Linked DNA regions of Sus scrofa: region 2 is linked to region 1. The links are chromatin contacts, called in public Hi-C maps. All regions are on one chromosome and are shown on one strand. The core of a region is the stretch at or near the end of the contact, and the rest is flanking DNA. Distances in the headings are between cores, read along the strand shown.

Evidence for each region. Hi-C and Micro-C count contacts between places; a contact is called where the count stands out from the background.
Region 2: a contact with region 1 is called in a Hi-C map of liver, with 8 times the contacts expected there. The contact joins the promoter of ACVR2A here to the promoter of EPC2 in region 1. A contact is called at or near these places in 1 of 5 promoter capture datasets (liver), 2 of 47 Hi-C or Micro-C datasets (heart right ventricle and liver) and 1 of 2 datasets of contacts at active chromatin or transcription factors (alveolar macrophages).

What each region holds. Positions count from the first base shown.
Region 1 is chr15:3,524,413-3,527,717 of Sscrofa11.1, forward strand. EPC2 (enhancer of polycomb homolog 2) reads right to left here and starts at 1,811. Exons shown (of 13, transcript XM_021076083.1): 1 at 1,328-1,811. The coding sequence starts at 1,480.
Region 2 is chr15:4,257,584-4,260,888 of Sscrofa11.1, forward strand. ACVR2A (activin A receptor type 2A) reads right to left here and starts at 1,473. Exons shown (of 11, transcript NM_001204765.1): 1 at 1,397-1,473. The coding sequence starts at 1,451.

The DNA.
Region 1 (3,305 bases), core at 561-3,060:
CATATGATTTAGCTCTAAAATCTTCAGCATAAATGTTGGGTTTTCATTTTGTTTATTTTTTAAGTTGAATATTCATTTGACACTGAGAACATATTCCTTTTCTACGGAAAGTGCAAGGCTTTCAAGTAATCAAACATTAACGAAGAATGTGGTTAAATCACAGCAGAAGTAGTAATAACAGGGTAATATAATGAGGTCACAACTGGAGCAACCAATCAAAGGCATTAAAGCATTTCCTGCAATATTAATAGTCATAAGAGAAAACCAATCACAGAAACCTTGGGCCTTCTTTTGACAGTCACAGAAGCAAGAGAACCAATCCACGCACACCCGAGGTTGACAATAAGGCGGGACCACAGGTTCATTGAAGAAATTCTTGAGGGTGCAGTTACTATGAACTTCGCACACAAGTAGCACCACTCGAGTCATAAACACTGTCAAGCCAGAGGAAATTCAACCATATCCAAAATTTAACGCATCAGGGAGAAAAAACATTTTTGCCCCAAATTGCTGCTATTAATAAAAATGCAGCTGTCAATATGGATGCAATAGGTCCTCAACTTCTAAAACACCCCCCCATGGCAATTTTTCAGGGACGCGGGGCGAGGACTGTGGAGCATCGGCAGCTAGTTGCCTAACATCGCCAGTCCCTTTCTAAAGCCTCACACTAAGCAGGCACCGTCCGGGCTAGGCAGGCAGAACCGACTCGCTCTGGGCCCGGAGCTAGCCGGTCAGCGGCTTCTAACGTTACATCCTCCTAGTGGTCGTGGCCCTCAGCCTCCCCGGCCGCAGTGCTGCACCACCTCAATCCTGCTGCACCAACGCGGGCCGGGGTGCGAGAATTACCTTGCTAAGAGGAAGACGATGTTTTGAAAGCGTTTTACTTTCCACAAGTCATTTCAAAAAGAACCCAATGCAAGGCTGAATCCAAAAGTGGGGGAAAAACGTTGCCTAGCCAAAGCATCCCCTGCGGATTAAATAATCCCACTCCAGGGGGACAAAAAAGGTAAACAGAGGCCGTACGTCAAGTGCGGCCAGAACATCCCCTGCGCCATTCCGGGCCGCCGCTTACGGCAAGGCCCCCTTACGGCAGCGTAAGCGGCGCTGCGAGCTAATCACAACACTGGGACGCAACAACATGGCGGCCGCGGGCGGGCGCTGCGCCGGCCGAGAGGGTTTACGCTACTCCGCCGGCGTAAGGTCCCAAGCGTTGGAGCGGCAGCGGCGCCCTCCAGCGAGCGTAAAGCGCTCTGTGAATGGCGAGGCCCGACTGACAAAGGGGAGGGGGGAGGAGGGAAGGGGGGGTAATAAACACTCGAGTCCCTACCGATTCCTCCTCCTTCTCCATCCCGGTGGGCATCTGGGGCACGGCCCGGTTGATGGAGACGCAGTCGTTGAGATCAGGCATGTCCTTGCCGCGGTAGATAGGCAGCGGTTTGGCGGCGTCCAGCGCCCGCGCTCGGAAGGAGAGTTTACTCATTGTCTCCCCGCCTTACAGGAACAGCCCGGGCGGCGGCGGCGGGGCGGGCGGGGAGGGGGGGAGGACTCCCGCCGCCTCCTCCACCACCTTCCTCAGTGCAGCGCGGCCGGCCCGCTCCTCCTCCTCCTCCTCACTGCCCCCGGCCACAGCATGGGCGCCCACCCCGCCCGAAAACAGCCCCCCGCCGCCCGCGGCCGCTTCCACACACTAGATCCGCCGCTCGCCCGCCCGATCCGCTCCCTGCGCCATGGCCAACATGGCGGACATTACCACAGCGGCGGCGAGCGATCCCGGCAGCCCGCGCGAGAGCGCGCCCCCGCCGCGGGAACGCGCCTCGCCCTCTCCCTCCCTCCCTCCTTCCCCTCCCTCGCCTGCCCACCCACTCTCTCCGCGGCGCTGCCGGCCCGCGGGAGCGTGCTCAGCCTCGGGCCGCTCCGGGTAGGGGGGCGGCAGCGGCCCTCTGCTCCGCTGCCGGCGCTCTAGCCGTGTGGCAGGTGTCAGGTGCGCAAGTTAACCCGCGCCCCCGAGCGTGCGCCTCTGCCTCCGCGGCCCCGACACCCAGCTAGTTGGGTGCCCCGGAGGACGGCGCCGGGCAAAACACAGCCGCGCTGAGCAGCCCGTGTGTGCAGAAGTCTGTGAGCGGGAAAGGGAAGATGTCAACCGAGCCACAGCTGCCCCACTGAGCCTGTACTTACACAGCACTTACCTCCACAGCGCCAGCTAATTCTCATCCTCCAAATCGCGCATCCCTGGGAGGTGCGAAAGGTCCATTCCTTCCGTCCGCTCCGAGGGGCGCAGACCTGTCGGGTCTCGTCTGCCCCGAGAACGCCTCCGCAATCCCGGCCCTCTTCCCGCATCTTTTTTTTTTTTTTTTTTTTTGGTACCTGGCCGAAAGAGCTCTCCAAGGTAAGGCATCCTCGCTTTCGCTGAGAGGATGCTAATGGCAGCAGTGAGGGTTAATGTTTGAGGCTGCCAGATGCAACAAGTGCACTTGAACCTGTCACCAAAACTTCAGAGTTATTTAATGGATGATATTTCTGATTTCAAAAATATTAAGCTTATAATTTTTAACCAAGGCAGAGAACATTTCCAGAGTGATAGATCCGTGTAAAATATTGGATGCTGTGGAAGATGCCAAGAGGTTTGAGGAAAAGTTCCTGTCCTCGTGCAGCTTTCACTTTGATGGGATGACAGAACGGTTAAAAAGATGAGTAACAGTAAGAGATGTAAATAGTTGAAGAACAGGGCAACTGAAAAGTAAATGACAGCCAAAAGAAAAAAAGTTTATAACTTGAAGAAAACTACATAGGCAATGACACAAGGCAGTAGAACATGCTTAATTACCAAATGAGTCATACAGGCCATAGTTGCCATGAGAGTTCAGAGAAAGGAGACTACTTTAGCCTGAACCGGTTAGAGAAAGTTCTAAAGAGGAGGTAAAATCCAGTTGACTCAAATTTATTTGGCAGCGATTGTTGATATCAACTTCATTTAGCCAAGAGTTCCTTAGTTAGACTTTAAGCATCACAGTTTTCCTACAAAAATCCCTGGGAAGAGTATAACACATTTTGTCATTTTCTAATAATCGATCAATGTTTTGCCTAGCTCAGAGAAAAGTAGATAGTTTGATCACATCTAGAAGAGAGAAAGAGAGAAAAAAAAAAAAGCCTATTCCTACAGTCATTTCTATAGAACCTCAAAGCTCCATCTTTTCCTCCACCACATTCTCCTTTTTACCAACTTCTTCCCCTCTTTTTCCTCCCTGTCCTTCTCCCTTTTCTCTCCACTTCCCCCTCTGAAGGCAGAATGTACATGTGGATTTCAT
Region 2 (3,305 bases), core at 223-2,722, 730 kb after region 1:
TCCATTTAAACAGACATGATTCTTTTGGTTAATCTCTGGCAATGATCGCCATTTCACAACACATTCAGCCCACCCGGAACTGATCAATACCACTATAGACATAAGACCAGACTTCATCCATTTATTAACCACAAGGAAATGTACCATTCAGCAAAATTCTATACATCACAAAAGATTCTATTAAGGGGGGGGCAGGGAGGACGGATGGACAAGGACATACACACAAACACACACACCACAGAGGTACACAAAGAAAAGACTACCACCCTCTTATTTCCCTGTGGCAAAGGAGATAAAGACATGGCCATGAAACCTGTCAATTCGTTGTCCCCCTATAATTCTATCTCACAACCTGGTAACTGAATATTGAATTTTGTAAAAAATAGATCCATTGCCACTTTAAAATTGCTCCATCTATCAAGCGAACTCTCCTCTTATGCACATTTGCACACCTTTTGAGCTAGATGCTGTATTCATTTACAGAATTTCAAATACAAAAGACTACATAGTTTTCCAACCACTGGTTGCAACCACAGAATGTTCTCACAAAATCAAAATTTCAAATATAAAGGGGCCAGATTATTCTTCCAACCTTGGGCCAAAACGAATTTTATGACTATAGTGTATGTGACAGTATGCACAATTTCAAATGGGCTGTTCTAAACCGAAAACAATGCTTCAATACAACGCGTTTAAAATAAGTATTCGTAGGTAAGCAAAATCTATGCCAGAAAAGAGCACATAAATGGTGGTTGAAAGCCAGCACATTCCCAACACACAGCAGCATACCTCTTCTGCACTGGGTTATTGTTAATACTCCAACAACAACTACAACTATTTTTAACACTGCTGGACACTGAAGTTGAAGAAAATGTGAGGGGAGACGCAGAAGAAACTGCTGGTAGAATGCATTGTTTCTCACGGTCAAAATTAAGCAGCAACTGACTTGATCTCTGTCGTGATAGTCACTGAAGTACTAATTAAAAGACGTTAAAAAAATAAAAACCACCCTTATCTCAGAGGATGTCATACTAAATGACATTTTGGAATACGCCTTTCGGGTCTCAAACCTTTGCACAAATTGTCACTTGTGGTATTTGCGGCTTAATTACAACCCAACCAGCGCTGTCATCCACTGTTATGGCCACAAACCATGACTTTCTCACTTCCACAACAGAGCAGTCACTCCAATCAGTTCGCCAACCTAACTCAAAACCAGAAAAATTCATGGAGGTTTCCAGATCACAGTCGGACCTGGCGGGTGGCAGCCGAGGGGCTCGGGGTGCGGGGAAACCTCCTCAAGGTCCACGGGAGCTCGCCGACCCACCGACAACCGCGGCCGCCAGCAGCGGCGGCGGCGGCAGCAGCCCCGCCGCGCCGCGCTCCGTGCACCTACCTGAAGAACAAGAGATAAGAAAGACGGCAAACGCCAACTTTGCAGCAGCTCCCATTTTCCCGAGGCGCCGGGGAAGCCGTAGGAAGTTCTCGCTAGATATCCAGTTCCCTGGGTCTTCCTCAGAGACAAACCTCCTGGTGTAAAATCAACCGTCATAAAACATATTCGGAAGCCCCGACCAAAAAAAAAAAAAAAAAATTAAAAAAATAACGTTCACGGGGTCAAAAAAAAAAAGGAAAAAATTTAAAAATAAAGAAAGCACAATTTAAAAAAATGCACCACGGGGGAAAAACCGCCACACACAATCACAACACACAAAACCAAACAACGAAAAGCCAACAACAACAAAAGCGGGTTTAAATCACTGTCAAAATCACTGTCAGCTCCGCTCGCCTCTCGGGTCTCTCGGAACAAAACGCCAGGCTGAGGCGACGAGGAGGCGGCGGCGGCGACGTCCGCTGCCGCCCGGACAGTCCGGGAACCGAGCTGGGTCCGACGTCCGGACCGACCTTCAACCCGGACACCCAAAGTCCGCGGACCAGTGGCGGCTGAGCTCGCAGCGGCGGCGCCCGAGGAGGCGGCGGCGGCAGCACGGGGAAGGAGCGGCGGGCGTCGGCGGCGCAGGCGGCGGCCAAGTTCTGGTCCAGGCTCTGGCTCCGGCTCCAGGCTCCGGGCTCGGCCGCGTTTTCGGTCCCCTGGCCTCTGCCGGCCCCGCCCCCTAAACTTCCGGTTCCGGCCCGAAGCTGGAAGCCGGGCACCGTGAAGGAACGCTCCGCAGCGGTGGCGGCGGCGGCGGCAGTGGCGGCGGTGGCCGGGCGCAGCGCGCGTGCCGGGCCGGGAGCGCGAGGAGATTGTCGGGGAAGCGAGGCGGGAGAGGGGGAGGGATGAGAGAGCGAGGGCGGGGCCGGCAGGAGGGTGAGGAGGCGGGGCGGACGGAGCCTCGATACCGCGAGGCCTCGTCGTCCGGCCTGCTCGGCCTGCTGGGCCGTGGAGCTCGAGTGGGCGGGCGGATGGAGGTTCGTCCCGATCTCGAGCGCCTGGTTTCCAAATCGTGCTCCCCTGGCCTCTCTACGGAGCGCACGCCCGAAGGGTCAGAGGGAGCTCAAGAGGAACAGGACCCCAGGGCGGGGTGGGGCGGGTGACTCTTCCGCGGGGGCGTCTGCGGCGCCCTGTCTTTCCTCTGGGGGGACGCCTCGTCCGCTCTGAGATTCCAGGCGCGGGGAAGCGAGGTGTGGTAGTCGGTCCTCCGCGCTGCCGAGCTGCCGCAGCCAGTGTCTGTACCCTCAGTCGTCTCGTGCTTCCCGCCCCTGTGGCTTCTGTTTTAAGCGTTTTGTCTTAAAAAGAAAAGGAAGGGGGTGGGGATGGCCTCGCAGAGGGTGGGCTGTCCACCCGGTCAAAGATTTCCACCGCAGTTATCACGATGTGCAATACGAATCCATTCCCACCATTCCTTTTACATACAAAGCCTTGTGCTGAGAATTGTTCTGCATGTAATAGGTTCTCAAATATTATTACACGCTGAAGAGAAAACCTGAGGATTTCGATCGACATATTTGATGGTCATTCGAGTGTTTACTTTTTAAATTTTCGTTATTTTAGGGCTTGTTTGTACTCCTTAATTCAAGTTGATTGCTTACAAGGTGCTGTGCTAGGCACGGAATGGGATCCAAAACGTAAAGTAGGATTCCCTCTCTCAGGACGCTCACATTATGTGCTGTACTCAAAGTTGGTTACAGAACACTAACTGAAGAGAGTATTAACGGTACTAGCTTTGTCATTTACCACACTTTAGCGAGCTCCATGAAGGTGGGGGGGTGGGAGGTCTTGTGTCTTCTTCCCCATTTTATGTCAGCACTCAGAGTGTCTAGCATGATGTGATAGGTGCTTAATATTTATATAAATGACAAGG